Regions from separate parts of the Mus musculus genome. Here all the other regions are linked to region 3. Evidence: chromatin contacts called from public Hi-C and HiChIP or PLAC-seq data. All regions are on one chromosome and are shown on one strand. The core of a region is the stretch at or near the end of the contact, and the rest is flanking DNA. Distances in the headings are between cores, read along the strand shown. Region 1 overlaps Cmip (c-Maf inducing protein). Region 2 overlaps Cmip (c-Maf inducing protein). Region 3 overlaps Cmip (c-Maf inducing protein).

What was found. Hi-C and Micro-C count contacts between places; a contact is called where the count stands out from the background. HiChIP or PLAC-seq counts read pairs in DNA pulled down with a chosen protein or histone mark.
Region 1: an H3K27ac HiChIP or PLAC-seq map of embryonic stem cells shows a contact between it and region 3, with 5 read pairs. The contact joins two enhancer-like sites. A contact is called at or near these places in 2 of 484 Hi-C or Micro-C datasets (embryonic stem cells and nephron progenitors), 3 of 115 datasets of contacts at active chromatin or transcription factors (bone marrow-derived macrophages and embryonic stem cells) and 2 of 9 other capture datasets (adipose tissue and liver).
Region 2: a contact with region 3 is called in a Hi-C map of liver, with 1.6 times the contacts expected there. The contact joins two enhancer-like sites. A contact is called at or near these places in 3 of 484 Hi-C or Micro-C datasets (Th1 cells, bone marrow-derived macrophages and liver), 4 of 115 datasets of contacts at active chromatin or transcription factors (embryonic stem cells, microglia and pancreatic cancer cells) and 4 of 9 other capture datasets (adipose tissue, embryonic stem cells, liver and 1 more).

Annotation. Positions count from the first base shown.
Region 1 is chr8:117,409,291-117,412,320 of GRCm38.p6, reverse strand. Cmip (c-Maf inducing protein) reads right to left here. Exons shown (of 21, transcript NM_001163262.1): 4 at 899-1,060. Among named protein-coding and RNA genes, the nearest start is that of Gm39260, 12 kb to the left of the region's middle. Within about 2 kb of position 1,775, at least 33 of the 459 cell types and tissues checked have an H3K27ac peak or open chromatin away from gene starts, as enhancers often do. A contact at or near this core is called in adipose tissue, embryonic stem cells and liver, where this site is marked.
Region 2 is chr8:117,436,486-117,439,185 of GRCm38.p6, reverse strand. It overlaps Cmip (c-Maf inducing protein), which reads right to left. Exons shown (of 21, transcript NM_001163262.1): 10 at 2,267-2,620. Among named protein-coding and RNA genes, the nearest start is that of Gm39260, 15 kb to the right of the region's middle. Within about 2 kb of position 1,340, at least 23 of the 459 cell types and tissues checked have an H3K27ac peak or open chromatin away from gene starts, as enhancers often do. A contact at or near this core is called in liver, where this site is marked.
Region 3 is chr8:117,333,951-117,336,993 of GRCm38.p6, reverse strand. The region is part of intron 1 of Cmip (c-Maf inducing protein); the gene reads right to left. Among named protein-coding and RNA genes, the nearest start is that of Gm51554, 20 kb to the right of the region's middle. Within about 2 kb of position 1,348, at least 119 of the 459 cell types and tissues checked have an H3K27ac peak or open chromatin away from gene starts, as enhancers often do. A contact at or near this core is called in adipose tissue, embryonic stem cells and liver, where this site is marked.

The DNA.
Region 1 (3,030 bases), core at 526-3,025, 75 kb before region 3:
GAAACGGCCATTGTGCTGAAGTCCAATTACTTTTTTTTCCTTTTTTCTTTTTTTTTTTTTAAACCTTTTTGCCTTGTTCTATTGTTTGACAGTTTCATATACGTGTGACAATTTCCTGCCGCCACCTGCATCACGCGCACGAAGTACTTTTTTTTTTTTTTTTTTTTTTTTTTTTAAAAACCTCCAGCAAGGCAAACGATGCGTATGGCGGAGGGTGCGTGGGACAGAAAGCTGACAAGGACTTAACAAAACCAGGACGAGATGCTGCCCCAGCTAGACAGAGCAGAATGGAAGGGTTCATCTAGGGCAGTGGTTCTCAACCTGTGGGGCTTGGCCCCCTAGAGGAGGGGGGGGTCACCAAATAGACCTCTCACAGGGGTCACCAGAGACCACTGGAAAACAGATATTTACATTGCGATTCAGAACAGTGAAACTACAGTTAAGAAATAGCAACGAAAATAACTGAATGGCTGTGAGGGGCAGTGGGGGGGGGTTGTCACCATAACATGGGGGGCTGTATTAAAGGGTCCAAGTATCAGGAAGGATGAAACCCACTGCTTTGGGTCTTTAGAGGTCTACAGAGTTGGCACTTGACCCTGGGAGTTGCAGCGGCTGCTGTCAGAGCCACTATCCAAGATGTGCGTTTAACCTAGGGCTTAGCAAAAGTGACAGTCCCCTAAGCCTCCAGACAAGTTTAGAGGCCAACTAGAACCAGCAAGCTTGGTGAGAAACACTGGCTTCCTTAGTAACCACTGCAGGATGGCACACCACGGGTAGGTAGATCTCTCCTGCTCACCCAGATGGGGCTGAATACAAGATGGAAGTAAAAACAGACAACCTAGAGGATGGGGGTGGGTGGGGGGCTCGGCCGGCTGGGGGTGGGGGGCATGCATCTTACCTCTGAGAGCAGTTTTGAGACGATTTCCAGCGGAGCCTGGTTGATAGAATCATCCTGCAGAGGCGACGTGAGGGCCATGTCCACCAGCGTCCGTATCTCCTTCAAGACAACCTCCCAGCGGCTTGGGTTACTCAGGACTTTCTTGTATTTGTAAATCTTTTTCTGGGTGGAGAGAGAGAGAGAGGGGAGGAGGACAGAGGTGGTAATCCATCACTGACTTAGCAAACCACTCGAGATGACCAAAGGATGTCTCTGGCTGGGGTGAAAAGGGCCTGGGAAGTTGTCAACCTGGCCTGAGCTTTCCCCAAAAGGAAATGGATACATCAAGAAAGGAACAGACTCCATCCAAGGTCAAGGGTGCGTCTGCAGACAGGCAGGCTCCGAACGAACACCACCCTGCCGGAACGGAACGGCAGTTTCCCGCCCTGTTCCCAATGACACATAAAAAGGAATTAGAAAACTGTTTTTTTGTTTTTTTTGTTTTTTTTTTTTAACGTGGGGTCCTCCGCCAAACTCAGTCCCCAAGTCGCCAAACACAGTAAGAACAGGAATGTTCCCGGCCCACAGAAGGCTTTCTGTGAGCCGAGTGTCTTCTGCCTAGGTGGATCCTATGAGGTCTCTTGGCAAATGCCATTCAGACAAAGAGCTGGATGGTGAGGATGAAGGCCAGAATTCAGCTGCAGCCAGGTGGGGAGCGAGCCCAGGAGGAAACCAGGCAAGGAAAACAGAGGCATGCTCACCTCGCTCAGTGTTGCCTCCAAACCCGAATGGAGGGCAGGGCTGTGGCCTCCTGGATTTGAGGCACTCTTCTTAGTTCCGCCTCTCTGACATCATGGAAACAGAGTCCATGGAGGGCGGAGGTCCAAGCCAAGCACTCCCCTCCCGTCTCTGTCTCTGTGGCTGCCTGCCTGGCCCCATGCTGCCCCGGCTTGCTGGGACTCTCAACAGAATAAACTTCATCGCTTAAACGGATCTTAAGAGTCAGGACATCCCATGCCAATAGCTAGCGGAGGTGACATGCCACAAACTCTGAGTCAAACACTGAAGGAGGAGAGGGGGAAAGAGAAAGGGAGCGGCCCTCACTGATAACCCAGGCTCAACCTGAAGGTCACTGGGGTCTTCCTGGGACATTTCTGAATTAAGAATTATACAATGGTTTTATGACCCGGGCTCAAAAGGAAGTATCTGGAGGGCATATCCTAGCCCAAGCGGATGGGGATGGAACCAGGGTAAGAATGACTCCATTAAGAAACCTTTTCACCTTTAGGGCTCTATGTCCCACATCTCTAGGCAGAGAAATTCGTCCCAGTCTCAGAAACTCTGACATGTAATTTGTCTCTTTGGACACAAAAAGCACACCCGTCTCTTATCATGCACTCTGCTTTCCTGGTGCTACCTGCATCGTATGCATAAAACTTGTATCTATAAGCCATCTTTCTGTCTTGTTGCAGTACGGTGTCAAGCAACCCAGGGTGGTGTGGAACTTGCTGTGCCATCCATGTGCCTCCAACCTCCCAAGTGCTGGGATTACAGGCGAGCTCCAGCACACCCACCTCCCCGTGGTGTTTTTAAATTCTTCCCTCTCATCCCTTTCTTCCCTCGAGTTCCTTCATTGGCCTACCAGCCCCACGCCCCCCACCCCCTTCTCTCTTGACCTCATGGCTCCGTGCTAGAGCCTCCGTTTTCCACAGCACTCCTTGACCCACTGAGGCTGGCACCGGCTACAGCACAGAGGGTGGAAGAGAACCGAATCGGGTATAGGTTTGTACATTCTGAAGACAGAAGAGGCATGGCAAGTTCCACTGGGGCAGAGCACTCCTGTGACCATTAAATCGGCTGCGCTGACGAAGAGGGCGCTCAGGAGTGTGTCCCTAGCTCTCTTACTTCAATGACAAAATACACCCTGATCCAAATAGGCTACTTTGAACCCATCACTCGTGCGTTTTTGGCTGCTGGTGACTGACCTCCCACCTCTGCCCGCTGAGCTCCGGTCTCCGGTCTCACAGATTTCAATGTGTACTAGAGAACCACGCCCTTGTCAAAAGATCATTATTTGTTTATTTATTTATTTTAATTTCACCCCGATCACCAGGACAATGCATCCTCAGGGCAACCCCACAGCAGATTCCCCT
Region 2 (2,700 bases), core at 91-2,590, 100 kb before region 3:
AGAGGTGTCACATTCCAGCGATGTAAAAGCCTGCCTTGGGGAACTTGTAACTGATAAGAACAACACACTGACTGGCTGGCCACACGAACATCCTCCCTGCAGCCAGTGGCACCCAGAGTTCTGACTGGGGTTTTCTTCACCCTCACAAGGTCCTGTGAAGCGATGCCTCCGTTCCACAGCTTATCATCTTCTCTCCTTTTTCCTTTTATTGGTTTTCTTGAGACAAGACTGTAGATAACCCTGGCTGTCCTGGAACTCACTACGTAGACCAAGCTGGTCTTGAACTCATAGACCAGCCTGCCCCTGCTTCCCGAATACTGGGACTAAAGGTCTGCATCTCCACTCCTGGCTCCATCTTCTCTTTCTTAGCTCTCATCTGGATTGTACTTTACGCTACAGTTTACTCTCACCAAGAACCAAAGTACAAGGGGGAAAAATCATCCCATTACAGAAATCTCACAGCAGCCCTCCACAGAGGGGTACAAGACAAGGCAGCCGAGGCCTAGAGGAGACAGAGCACTGTCTCATGTTACTCAACAGATAAAGCCTTGTCTGTTAGACACCCATTTCTCGGCAACCTTGTGCCTGTTGAATGCCACAGTGTTCTTTCCCTAAGTTGTCAAGAAGTTAGCAATGTACCTTACCCTGACTCTTATCTTAGGACAGGAAACACTACCCTGTGACTGGTGCCTCCCACACACTGGGTGTCCATCTGTGTGTGGAAGTGTCTGCTCTGGGCTGGAGCTAGGTTGAACTCAGAGAGGCCACATGACCAGTTCATGTCACAGACTAGTTAGTGACACCTGAGGGCCATACACCCAGATCCACCACACCTAAACCTGCTTTCCTGATGCAAAACACACAGGAGCCCTCTAAGCTGCAGGGGGTTGTTGAGATCTAGCGAGTCTGAGAGCCTAGAGACTAGACACCTAATAGCGAGCTTGGTGGGACTCTTCCTGGCTCATCAGACTGGTTTTGTTTGTTGTTGTTTGTTTGTTTGTTTGTTTGAAGACTGGCTGACCTGGAACTCACTCTATAGACCAGGCTGGCCTCGAACTCAGAAATCCACCTGCCTCTGCCTCCCAAGTGCTGGGATTAAAGGCGTGCACCACCACTGCCTGGCTTCATCAGACTATTCTTAACCTGGACATGGCCTCTTGACCACTGACCCTGGGAGCTGCAGCACGCAGGAGGTCTGGCCAAGCAGGAAGGAGTACTCAATCATGAATGTCTGTAAGGGAGTTAACTTCTGTCAGTGGTGTGATGTCTCTCAGGCCTGCAAAGAACCCAGATGGCAAGAGGCCTGTGCTGTGGCCCCTGGGAAACAGCCCAAGGCTCTGGCCTGGACGGCTGCTACCAGGAAATGTAGCTTACCAGAGTCCACAGCCAAGAGCCCGGGGAGGCTTGGAGTGCTGTGGGTTTGGCCAGGAAAGAAACGAGACTCCTCCCTGCCTTATGGAAGCCCAGATCCGAGCTCAGTTCTCAGATGCTTGGAAAGGATTCTGGAATTTTTCTCCCTTTGGCTGTAGGATCTGTAGATTGAGTTATACCCTCCCTTGGCCTCAGCTGAGGGCCACAAGAGTCTGGCACTGATTTTCTGCCGGTCCCCTACTCCCCTCAAGGGCAACAGGAAGCACAGATAGATGATTGCTGCCTCCACTGTCTCCCTCAACTACAGGAGGGAGTACCGTCACAGATCAGTTAGTGCCACCTGGGGGACACGTACCCAGTTCTGTGTGTCACCATGTGTAACATGTATACACATCCGACTTTAGACACCATGGTCCTTATCTGGGAACACGGAGGACCCCAACATGTCCCACCCCCCTGTTCTGGTTTACGAGTCAAGTGGCTGGAGACACCGCCACCCTCTGAACCCTAACTCAGGTTGCCGTGTACCCACGACTGAGGACATTAGCTAAACGGCTGGTGATGTTACAGGATGCTGGAGAACCCTGACCCAAACTCCCAGATACACGTGCTTTTTGGTTTTTTTTTGAGAGCGTCCATTCAGTAGCTCATGCTGACCTAGTACCTACTATATAAGACCCAGGTTGTCCTTTAACTTGTAGTCATCCTCTTGCCTTAGCTTCCCTAGTATGGGGACACACCTGCCTCCGCACAGTTTGGTCTAATTGGAGCATGCGCATATACCTACCCCATAGGACTCAGGAGCATGCGCATAAGCCCCTTACAGAACACCGGCTGGCAGCAGGACCAGCCTCCCAAACCCCGCCCTCCCCACAGTGAGTTCCAGGGTACTCACAGCAGCTTGAGGATCTCCACGTGGCAACCGAGCGTGCGGCCGGCCTGGGGGCCCAGCTCGATGCTCATGGTCCCACAGGCTGGGCTGACCATCAGACAGTCAATAAGGTTGGGCTCGCTGTCGTTGCCCGTGCTGGCGGTCAGCGCCGGCTTGGCAGTGCTGGTGCGCTCCACCTCCACGTGGACCTCGCTGGAGGCCACAACCACCGACTTCAGCCGTGGCTCAGACAATGTGGCTTCCTGAGACACCAGGTCCGGGCTGGGGTGCAGCAGACGCAGAGGTAAGGTGGGCTTTCGGTCGCATGGCTGCTGGCAGCCGTTTCGGATCTCTTTCAGGCTGGGGGAGTTGTCGCGACTGGACGAGGAGAAGAGAAATGGCCAAGTGTGAGTGCGGTTCAGCCCTGGCAGCCGGAAGAGGCAGCGCTGAGCAGAGAT
Region 3 (3,043 bases), core at 99-2,598:
ACAGGCATGCGCCACCACTGCCCAGCCAAGTATTTCTTTTTAAAATAGAAATAGCATTCCATAAGGAATAAGAAACACCAAGAAGTAACCCAGGGACTGGCTAGGTTGGCCAGGACACACAGCCAACAGGGAGAGGCACAACAGGTAACAGGGAGAGCCACTCCATCTAGCTGTGTGACCTCAGGCAAGTGACTTGACCCCTCTATTCCTTCATGTTTCATATGAAAGAATTCAACTAAAAAATACTGTGAATGCGGAATAAGCAAAATAGCACAGTGTCAAAGCAAGGCCAGTGAGTCCTGGGCAATAACAGTCCCCGGGAGTCCTGGAAGAACTGTAGAGGACAGAGAGTAGCGATGGCCCAAAGCTGCAGAGAAACAGAAAATAGGAGTGACTCAAGTTAACTGGGGGGGTGCCTCGCTCCTTACAGCAAAACAGCTCTAGATTAACATCGGCCAAATCCCCCTTTTTAAGAACAAGTAATGCTTGCTTGACCTTAAAACTTGGAGGAGTTGGAGCTAGAGAGATTGGCTCTTGCAAAAGGTTCCGGGTTAAGGACCCAGCACCTACACAGCAGCTCACAACCATCTTCAACTCCAGTTCCCAGAAGTCTGATGCCCTCTTCTGGTCTCTGCAAGCACCGAATGTACATGGTACGTGGACGTACACTCAGGCGGCACACATATATACTCAAACCATTTCTAATTAGAACAATTTTCTAAGCCACTAATTAACTAATTAAGACACACAAGCCTCTGACAACTGGGAAAAAATGTAAAACTTCTCTACATATAAATATTTTTAAACAAAAATCAAGAAGCTTAGAAAGAGAGAGAGAGAGAGACAGACAGACAGACATTGCTTGATAGGAAGAAGAGCTGAAAGGGATCAGCAGGGCAGGTGGCTCAGTTAATAAAATGTCTACCAACAAAGCATGAGGACACAGGTTCAAATCCCCAGCAACCACAAAAAAGCTGGGCAGGGCAGTACATGACTGCATCCTGGTGACAGAAGTAGTAAATAAGAGTCTTGGGGCTTGCTGAGCAGCCGGCCAAACTGGTGAGCTCTAGGTTCAATGAGAGACCCTGTCTAAAAATGGAATAAAAGTAGAGATGTACGCACACACCAACGGGTTCTCTACTTAAAAAGACAGCCTAGCCAAGTGCTTTTCAACAAAGACACCCATACAATTCAAAAAACAACAACAAAGAATTGCAGAGATTCTGCACTTCTGGTGAGAACACCAAGGACCGTCCCACACTCGTCAGAATGACCAAGCAGGCACAGCCTTATTCTCACAGCCAGCCTGGCAAGGGTACATTCCTGAAAGGCCTGGCCAGGAGACACAGCCTGGCCACAGACTGCCTGGGACGTGCCCAGGTGCAGGAAGCCAGACTCAGACATGTGGCCGCAGACTAGAGAAACGCCCCTTCTTATCCACAAAGGGGACAGTGGAGGCTAGCAGCCACGGGGTACCTCTCCTACTTTGTCGGGAGTTGGGGTGGGGGAGCAGGAGGCAAGATGAAAAGATGCCACCCCAGCCCACCCCGTGTCCCAGTCTCCCAGTGACAGACAGAGACGGGGATGGGAAGACCTCTGCCCTCCGCCTCCTTCAGGCTAGCGCCCTCCTCGCTGTCTTGCACAGACATGCCCCACTCTGTGTGCTCTGGAGCCTCCACACAGAAACTGTAGGGTGACATCAGTAAGAACAGTCAGGCACTCGGTGGCCGCCTGTACTCAGCAGGCAGACTTCAACAAGCCCAGCCCGCAGAGCTCTGGGGATTCAGTTGTTCACAGTGCAGCTATTCAATGAGCACCTAATGTGTGTCATCTGGGGTGGGGGGTGGGGAGGACACGGATGACAAGCAAAAAAACCCCAGCTTTCCTAGTGGGAGGAGACAGGGACAAAATAAAAACACCAGGCCTGTTCACTTCCGATAAGTGCTAAGGCAGGAAACAAGAAATAAATGGAAGAGGCGGGGAGGGCCAACCTCTCAGATGGTTGGGACATAAAGGTCTAAGAAGAGAGCAAAGGAGGCTCAGAAGAGACAGAGAGGCCTTACGGCCGGGGAAGGGGGGCGATGAGGGGAGGGCAGTGTGTTTGGAATCATTACTGCAAGCAAGAGAGGTGAGTTCTGCTTGTCACTGGTAGGCGACACATGGTGCCAAGGTCTCACAGTTAATCATTGAAAGACTGGCTAGGCAGGGTGAGAAAGGGTACGGGCAGACATACCCTATACTCATCCGCAGTGCCCCTGTGGGATGCCTTCATCCTGTCTGGAGGATGGTTGCCAGCCCCTGTCCCCAAGACACCTGGCTGGAAGCCCCCCACTGGCACATGGCTCAGCAGTGGGCTTTCTCCGCTGGTTTCCCCTCCCTAGCTCCACAGAGCCTCTCTGTACCTTGCGGGACAGAGTGGAGGGCAGCTGGCCCCAGTCCCTGGGGAGGCTCACAGCTATTAGCAGGACTTAAAGAGACCTAAAGGGTTACAAACAAGCTAGCCATCTACTGGTTCAATTTATTGGCCTGGCAGAAGAGGTCATTCAGGAAATATTTTCAAATCAGTGATGACCAGTATTCTAGGAGACAGCTGTGTGTGTGTGTGTGTGTGTGTGTGTGTGTGTGTGTGTGTGTAAAAGCCTTATGTTGACATAAGCACACACGTGAGCATGGCTTTCTACCCAAGTCCAAAGGTGAACTGTTTTACTGGCGTCTAATAATTAGGAAGTTTTTACAGTCAGCGTAAATGTAGATAAGCCGGTGAGGGCAGAACTCTGGGCCTCCACTTTGAAGCCCGGCTCAAACAGGTGTAAACTGTGACCTTGGGCGTAGCTAAGCCTCCCCTGCCTCCATTTCCTTGGTTTTGGATGACTGTGAACACCCCAGAGAACGGACAGGAAGCACAGGGCTTCGAGCACACAGAGCCACCCCCCCCAGTGCTAAGGCTTCACTGGGGAGGGTGGGCCAGACCCGTGTAAGCAAAATGCAGCACAGGTGAGCTCACCAACTGGCCCCCAAGTAGTAATTTGTAGCCGACAAAGCT